Linked DNA regions of Rattus norvegicus: region 1 is linked to region 2. A link is a contact called in public Hi-C data. All regions are on one chromosome and are shown on one strand. The core of a region is the stretch at or near the end of the contact, and the rest is flanking DNA. Distances in the headings are between cores, read along the strand shown.

Region 1 (4,264 bases), core at 1,398-3,897, 160 kb after region 2:
CATGTATGTGTAGGTCTGAAGTTGATGCCAGGAATCATCTTGGATTGCTCTCTCTCTCTGTATTCATTGAAGCATGGTCTCTCAGTCAACTTTAGAGGTCATCACTAGAGGCTAGTCTTAGCCAGGGTCTTTGGGGATCCCCTCTCTTTGCTTTCTGAGGAGGCAGGAATTATAGCTGGGACTACTATGCCCACCTGGCATTTACATAGGCTTCTGAGAATTCAAACTCTGGTTCATGGGGTGCACAGTAAACACATTATCTGCCGAGCCATCTTCCCTGACCCTAAACTTGTTAGTTTTGATTGTTCAGTGGTGTCTGTAAGTCAGTTATGTTCCTCAGACCCCCAGGCCCTTGACATTCCACCATAGAGTGCCTGTCCAAAGGAGTCCTATGGCTGACTGAGGGGACAAGGTCCTGGCACTCAGAATGGCCAAGGTGTCATGCCGAAAATTGTGGTGAGCCTGTAATTCTAGCTCTGTGGAGGATGAGGGAGGAGGATTGCAAGTTAGAAGATAGTTTGTGCTACATAGTGAGCCTCTGTCTAAAAGAGAGAAAGGGAAGGAGAGACAGCTAGGGTGGGGGACATTTTCTAGTGTGTCTGCCTTGCAAAGGCTTGGAGAAGTGTATTTGGTAACTGCATAGAAGAACTGTGATGCAGCCAGCTGGATCTCCTCACAGGGCCGGCAGACATTTCACCGCTTCGACAAGTTCAACTCCAAGTACAACCCTGTGGGGGCCAGTGAGCTTCGGGACCTGTATTTAAAAACTGAAAACTACCTGGGGGGAGAGTACTTTGCTCGCATGGTCAAGGTGAGTGAGCCCTCAGCCTCTTCAGATACCCACTGTCCTCTGTCCCTTCCTCTCCCCAAAGGCCCTTCTGTCTACCACCCAACACGGGCAAGCGCCGGTCCCCTGCTCTCGAGCATGGGCAGGTGTGTCTCGTGGGCCAATGGCAGGGAAGGGGTGAGAAGGGAGAGCTCGGAGCATCCTGGCGCCACCCCTGTCCATTTGCAGCCAGAACTTGGCTGGTTGCAGGCTGGCTCCAGGCGGAGACACTGCTGTTGCCTGTTCTGGCTCTACAGCCAGGCCTGATTCTACAGCGTGCTGGTGTCAGACCCTGGCCTCCCTCCCAGGAGAAGCCTTGGCGGGGGAGTGGGTGCTTACACGGCAACCCCAGGGATTTAGATCAGCCTTCCCACCTATGAGCAGGTAGCTGAGGATCCCAGGGCCAACCCAGGGATCGGGGGCTCTCGTGTAGCTGGGAGGCTTTTGTGCCAACTCAGTTCTTGGTATTAGGAAGTGGCCCGGGAATTGGAGGACAGCAAGTACCAGTACTCAGAACCCCGGCTGTCCATCTATGGTCGCAGTCCTAAGGAATGGTCTAGCCTGGCCCGCTGGTTCATTCAGCACAAGGTCTACTCGCCCAACATGCGTTGGATCATCCAGGTGCCGCGGATCTAGTGAGTACTGTGTTCTTGTCTGCCCCGGGCTTCTCCGGGGACCACAGCCTGTCCTGCATGGCTCCTGTCCGTGTGTATGCTCCTGAGCCTGGGGACAGGGACTGTGGGCTTGGCTTTCAGCACACATCACTCTTGCTGTTGAGGAATACATACATGAGAAGGCCTTGCTGGGGGAACACCCTTTCTTCTCATTGAAGATTTGGGTGAGCCTGGGGGATGAGATGACCCATGGTGTCCTACATTACTGGCCTCTGTGGCTGCCATGCAAAGCGACACTCTCATCTCCAGCTGGGCTGGGCTTGAGTGGCAGAGTCCATGTCCCTGGAGATTTGAGGACTCTTTTGTCACTTCTCACCCAGCCTGAATCCCACCTCCTCACTCTCAGTGGCCTCTGGCTTGAGGCAATGGCCACAGGTACAGAAAGATGCCCATCAGTTTGCAAACACTGACCACACTGGCTGTTTTCTCTGCTGAGAAAGTGACAGGGGCCCACTTGGCAGACCAAGTCCCTAACAAGCCAGCCTTTGGTTTCCCCAGTGATATATTTAGGTCAAAGAAACTACTGCCAAGCTTTGGGAAGATGCTGGAGAACATCTTCCTGCCCCTTTTCCAGGCTACTATCAACCCTCAAGACCATCGGGAGCTTCACCTCTTCCTTAAATACGTAAGTCTGGGGGCCTCTAGTGAGCCCATTTTGGCAGAGGAGGGCACTCCTGCCCCACATGGGCCCAATCACCTTCTCCGGCCTTCCACTCTGCTTCCCTCCCCAGCTCCTGGACCCAGGCACGGACTGCCAGCTCCAAGCAGCTGTATAATGAAAGGAATGGAGGGAGGCTGCTTCTCAGGGTAGTGGTTGCTGGGAGCACTGGGGAAGGCTGTGTCTGTCCCTAAAAGGGCAGCTGCAGGCAAGGGTCAGCAGCCGTTAGTCCAGAGGTCAGAGATACCTGATTTAAACGGTTTGCTAGGTTTCTTCTCAGTGAAGCAGAGGAGCCTCTGGGGCCACCGTGCTCCTGGCCAGGGCCCCCGATCTGTTGTGAGGCATGCGGCTGGTATCTCACAGCCAAACTTGACACACCGAAGGAATCCTCTGCCTATAATTCTGAATCCAGCTTTGGACCTATCTGGGCCCAGAGTGTAGTCATCGCGCTTGGACAGCTTCCTAAACCACTTTGGTCCTGGTTTGCTCAACATTAAGACGAGGCCACAGCCACCTCCCCACGCAGTGTCATTTGAGTGCTAACTAGCTGGCGAGTTGTAAGGTGGGGGGCAGGGGACTTGATGGATGGTTGTAGATGCTTGGCATGTCAAGCAGCCCCACCCCCACTCCAGCCCTCGCTACTGCTGTTGGCAGTGACTGCCACTCCCTGCAGCACTGGCCTCCTTGGCAACAGCAGTGGAGAAAGCTGGCAGCTCAGGCCTACCCTCATCTGGCCCAGCCTCGGTTTCCTCATTGTCAATGTCAGCGTCGATACTTCCCACACAGGTGACAGGGTTTGACAGCGTGGATGATGAGTCCAAGCACAGTGACCACATGTTCTCAGACAAGAGCCCCAGCCCAGACCTCTGGACCAGCGAGCAGAACCCACCCTACAGTTACTACCTGTACTACATGTATGCCAACATCATGGTGCTGAACAACCTCCGCAGGTGGGTGCAGCCCCGGCATGCGTGTGGGCTTCACATGCATGTGGTCCTCCTGCCAACATGCACACCCATGTGGTTCTTAAGTTTATCACATGACTGCTTGCACATGCGGGCACATGCTTGAGAAGACTCGTGCCGATACAGATACGTGGCTTGTGTGCAACGATGGATGCTGTACATTTGCACACACATGTTCATTTGCACATATTTACCAGCACGACCTCCACGTGGAGAGACCTAGGACACACTGACTGACCATATGCATGCTTCTCTACTGCTGTGCAGCCATCTGCACACATGCATTTGTGCCTTGAAAAAGTGCAACTCCCATGCGATAGGCACAGTCTGGACACAGGAGAGACCGAGTGAAGCAGATTCAGTTTGCCTAAATCTTAGGGTGGTGTCCTGTGGAAAGGTCCACAAACCAGACAAAGCGCAAACTGACAGGAGCCAGAAACCCGGGACACAGGCACAGGGCACAGCTACATTCCCTTCTCTGTGAGTCTAATGTTGCATGCACCTTCCTTTGGGAGCATAGCTTCTCACGGGCTAGCACCGAGCTAATCCAGGTTGTGCCGGGTGAGTTTAGAATGGGGTTGAGAAAAGGGCCTGTAACAACCAGGGTGGAGGTGGTCCTGAGTCGAGCTCTGGGAGATGGGCTCTCTGGTTCTGGCTATGTCATGACCTGCTCAGCGTCTTTCAACACACGCCATGCCCTGGGCCTTTGCTCATTTCTAAAGCAAAGTGGTTGGACCTGATTTCTCATGGAGCCAGTCTTGGAATGCCAAGAAGTGGGGTGGGGGTGGGGGTGAGTGGAGGAGGCCAGGACCCCTGTCCATGTCTTGTCTCCTCTGCCCTTCCACATTGTAGGAGGGGCTGCTCTGGGGTGCACTGCTCTAGCTGTGCTGACCTTGCCATAGGGGTGCTCTCTTCTGGGCTGGGGAAGTGGGCAGGGTAAGCCATGGGCACGTCTTGACCTGGAGCCTCCCTAACACAGGGAACGAGGCCTGAGCACATTCTTGTTCCGACCTCACTGTGGGGAAGCCGGCTCCATCACTCACCTAGTGTCTGCCTTCCTGACTGCAGACAACATTTCCCACGGGCTGCTCCTCAAGAAGGTAAGCGTGCTCTCCTGGAGCTGGCCCTGAGTGTGCGGTTC
Region 2 (3,930 bases), core at 1,305-3,804:
TTACACGAGGAACCAGACGTGAGGATCTCTAATGTGTCACCCCCAAGTTCAATATTCTAAGATATTTTATTCAGGGAAAGATGAACATCAAAGAGCCCCATTAACACAGCCATCCTTTCTAAGCAGTTCCTCTGGGTCCGTGCTCCCCAGAACGTCCAGTTCTGAAACTTACAAGACCCCAGTTATTCCAAGACAGCACAGCTTGGAAAAAGATGCCTGGACAGAGAAGACTAGTTAATTTCAAGACTGCAAAAACCATTCTTTCTTTGGAGTAATGGAACGAGAACAAGGGGCATTTGACCCTTCCAAGATGTTTTCTTAATGCGAAATACAAGGTATGCACACGATCTTGTTTTCTGACAGATCCTTGAAAAAAAAAAATCTGGCGTCTGAACAATTCCTCTTAAAATACCAAAGACGGGGGCCAGAGGGGAACTTTTCTTCCTGAACAATGACCGAGAAGGGAATTCTAATGAATATTTTGGCACACAGATGTCATTTTCTGGCTCCTTCAGGACCCAAGAGCAGTGGGTCGTAATTAAAGTTGCTGATGGTAACTCCAGACAGTCAATCCAAGTGTTTTCTCTGTGCTGTCAATTCCCTGCATTAAATGATTAACTTCATGTTTGTGCAGTTGAACATACAAGCAGAGGGAAAATGAAATGTTGATATGAATTCTGGAACATTTCTCCAAAAGATATCATTTATTCCATTCAAAGGATTTGTACAATATTTTCCTTAGCTGATAAGTTGAATTGACCCTTTCCATGAAGAGAGCTGAGAGGCTCATCCTGAAGATGTCAAAATAAGATAGCATTGCCTGACTGCTTTCCTCTCTCCCTCTCTTTCTTGACAGGATCTCATGGAGTTCAGACTGGCTCTGAGTTCATCATAAAGTGGACGATGACCTTCAATGTCTCATCTTTCTGCCCCCACGTCCCTAGGACTGGTATGGCAAGAATGTGCCACCGCTTCGGTATCACCAGGGTGCACTGCTGGCGACTGGCATCCTAGGCAAGCATTGAGCCACACTCCCAGCCCCAAGATTATGTTTTCTGTAGGAAAGTAAAACCAGCTCATTCAATGTCTGAAGCTGAAGCCACACATCAAGTCACAGAATATTGTCCTCATTTGCTACCCCACCTTTCCGGAGGCTCTTCCAGGCTCTGTGGATGCTGCAAGTTCAATTATGTGACTTACAAAGGGCCAAGGCTGCTAATTTTTTTGTCAACTCAACTTTCAGAAAGAAAACCCACAAGTACATCTGTTTGCAAGATCTGTTAGGATCTTAGGAACCAGATTTCCAATTTTGTCTTTTTTTTTTTTTTTTAATAAATTTTGTTCCTTTTTTTTTTTGTCATGGGGAGGAGATTTATTGGAATTGAGGAGATGGGGAAGGAAGGGAGGTAATAGAGGGAGAAGAGAGAGAGAAAAAAAAAGAGCTAAATTTTGTTCCTTTTATCAAAATTTAGCAAAATCCTCCATCCTCCTTATCCCTCCCTCCCTCCCCCATCTTTCCCTCCACCTCCATCCCTCCAACTATCCCTCCATCTTCCTCCATACCTCTACCCTCCTCTAAACGATGTGTTTCAGTTTCTTTTTTGATGGAAACAAAGCAGCTAAGTCCAAGTGTTTCTGAGGAACCTGCCCAGAGCACCAAACTGACCATTCACAATGTTTATATTTCGAGCGTGTGTGTGTGTGTGTGTGTGTGTGTGTGTGTGTGTGTGTGTGTGTGTGTGCATGTGAGTGCTGTGTGTTTGCACGTAGAGGTAGAGGTCAGACCACAATATATGGAAGTTGATTCTCTCCTTCCACCCTGTGGGCCCCCAGGATTGAGCTCAGGTCTTCAGGTTTGGTATCGAGTACTCTTATCCACTGAACTCTCATCCACTAGCAGGCTCCAGTCACGTATTAAAGGTAAACTTGGATTTGCCCTGCAAAGCAATTCAACAAAGGACTGGCCTGCAAGATCCAACACAACACTATACTGCAAACTTTCCAGCTGCAGCTTGCACATTAGAAGCCAAGCATAGGACTATGTAAGGCAAGGAAGACTTGGGGCCAAGTGGGGGAGTGATCACAGCACTGTCAGCTCATGAGCCCAGTGCTACAGCAGCTGCTGGTTTTGATGGGACTTTCTGAGGTCTCTAATGTGCCAAGTACCTCAGTTTCAGGTTCTATTAATTCCCTTTCTCAGCCCCCACACTCTAGCTTTGGATAATATAATGGAGCAAAAACACGGTGCTGTGAAAACTCACTTGTTAGCCACTCGTCTACTTCACCATGTTTTTTGAGGGCCTCTCCGATGTGAAGAAGCCATGAACTAGCATGCCCTGACATTGGGCCACAGGATATGAGAGACTCAAAGCTGGAGGTGGAGTCTGCCGGGAGTTGCTGTCTTGCTCGGCTCACAGAAATCAGGAAGCCTTCTGGCTTTGGACAGGGGCTTTTGGGAGAGTCTCTTTTTAAAATTCACAGAGCCCACTGGAGATGACTCTACACTACCCACATGACAAAATGGTGGTGAGCCATCTCTAGGCCAGTGGGGTGACTCAGATGTGATTATGCCCTAACACTTTGTTCTCATTCCGTGCCAAAGAGTAAAAAAATGTAACCCTCTGCTGCCACCTGCTGTTTCCTTTGGAATACATTATTGGAATAATCTAAGCATGTGAATTGGTCTTTGCCAAATGTCTTGAGGAACTTGGGGGATGTGAAATGTATGTTTATATAATTCTGTACCAGCAGGTCTGTTATGTGCTAGGATAAATGGTAGGGTCCCATGGGTGCTTGCTGTCTTTTAAGCTAGTTCAATGGCTGTCTGTCCCATCCATTAGAATAAGCTTGCTGAGTCTCCCTGACCCCACCAAGGACCTACAGGGCCCTGCCCAGTGAACCCCTTGAGCAAGGTTCAATCCTTAAGAATTTGGGTATCTTCCTCATAAGGCAATTATGCCATATGAGCCATGATTGAAGGCTAGTTCCCGCACAGACTGTTCTCTGAAGGGTGTGTCAATGGATAGTATTCTTTGTGAATATCCCCTGCCCTGCCCCGGAAGTGGAAATGTTCTTCCCAGTAGAGCTGGCCAGCAGGCTTCAGCTCACATTTACTTGTGACGTCTTCAGATCTTATCTTATCTTCTTTGAGGAAACTGAGGCAGGTTAAGGAATTCCCAGAGAAGTGAAGATAACGCCGCCAGGTGGGAAAATCTGAGCTCAGGTTAGATGTGGAGACAATGGTGAAGAGTTAACAGTCATAAGCTTGGATAGTTCTGGTAGAGCCTCTTAGTCATCCGACTGCAGGCACAGAGAACAGAGATCACCTGTCTTGATAGTTCTAGAAAGTGGGATTTTCCTCTTTGCCATCTTCGGGAAGATGTACTCACACACAAGATCTTCTTTCAGTTGTCATCATTGACTTGAGGATTCTCTAAACAATGATCTTTTTGTTGGCAGAGATCAATGAGCCTGTTAGATGTATTTTCATATAAATCTCTTCTTTTAAAAGTCAAATCTCGTAGTTTTTAGTTGACATAAGTATTAAGGAAATGACCCTTAATAGTTCCTCCTATCAGACTGTGTCTGATAAGACCGGGTAGGCAATGGCTCATTACTCAGTGTCTTGCGCCACAGCTCCTAATTAGGGGCACTTTTGTTCAATGACTGAGTTGATCACCTATGTGCTCATCTGCAGAAGTCCTGGAGGGGGTGGGGATCATCATGGGGGAAGGGAGGAAGGAGTAGGAGGAAGGCTTCTCAGAATTACTCAGATAAACAGCTCAAGGTAGACAAACCATAAAGTACTAGAGTATGACAAGGAGACCAAAAGTTACACTATAGAGGCTTCAAAATACAAATGTATTGCTTATGGAGTAAGTATGGCTCTTGAGAAATTAACAAGAAAGTCATAGCACTCAAAATTCCTTC

The links. A called contact is a pair of places that touch in the nucleus more often than the background predicts.
Region 1: a Hi-C map of the A7r5 cell line shows a contact between it and region 2, with 4 times the contacts expected there. The contact joins two enhancer-like sites. A contact is called at or near these places in 7 of 12 Hi-C or Micro-C datasets (the A7r5 cell line, the Rat2 cell line, Schwann cells and 4 more) and 1 of 1 datasets of contacts at active chromatin or transcription factors (oligodendrocytes).

What each region holds. Positions count from the first base shown.
Region 1 is chr1:174,354,039-174,358,302 of GRCr8, forward strand. It overlaps Ampd3 (adenosine monophosphate deaminase 3), which reads left to right. Exons shown (of 15, transcript NM_031544.2): 8 at 680-811; 9 at 1,298-1,461; 10 at 1,999-2,125; 11 at 2,945-3,108; 12 at 4,103-4,223. Among named protein-coding and RNA genes, the nearest start is that of rnf141, 36 kb to the right of the region's middle. Within about 2 kb of position 2,648, at least 42 of the 93 cell types and tissues checked have an H3K27ac peak or open chromatin away from gene starts, as enhancers often do. A contact at or near this core is called in the A7r5 cell line, where this site is marked.
Region 2 is chr1:174,195,072-174,199,001 of GRCr8, forward strand. No RefSeq gene overlaps it. Among named protein-coding and RNA genes, the nearest start is that of Adm, 17 kb to the left of the region's middle. Within about 2 kb of position 2,555, at least 12 of the 93 cell types and tissues checked have an H3K27ac peak or open chromatin away from gene starts, as enhancers often do. A contact at or near this core is called in the A7r5 cell line, where this site is marked.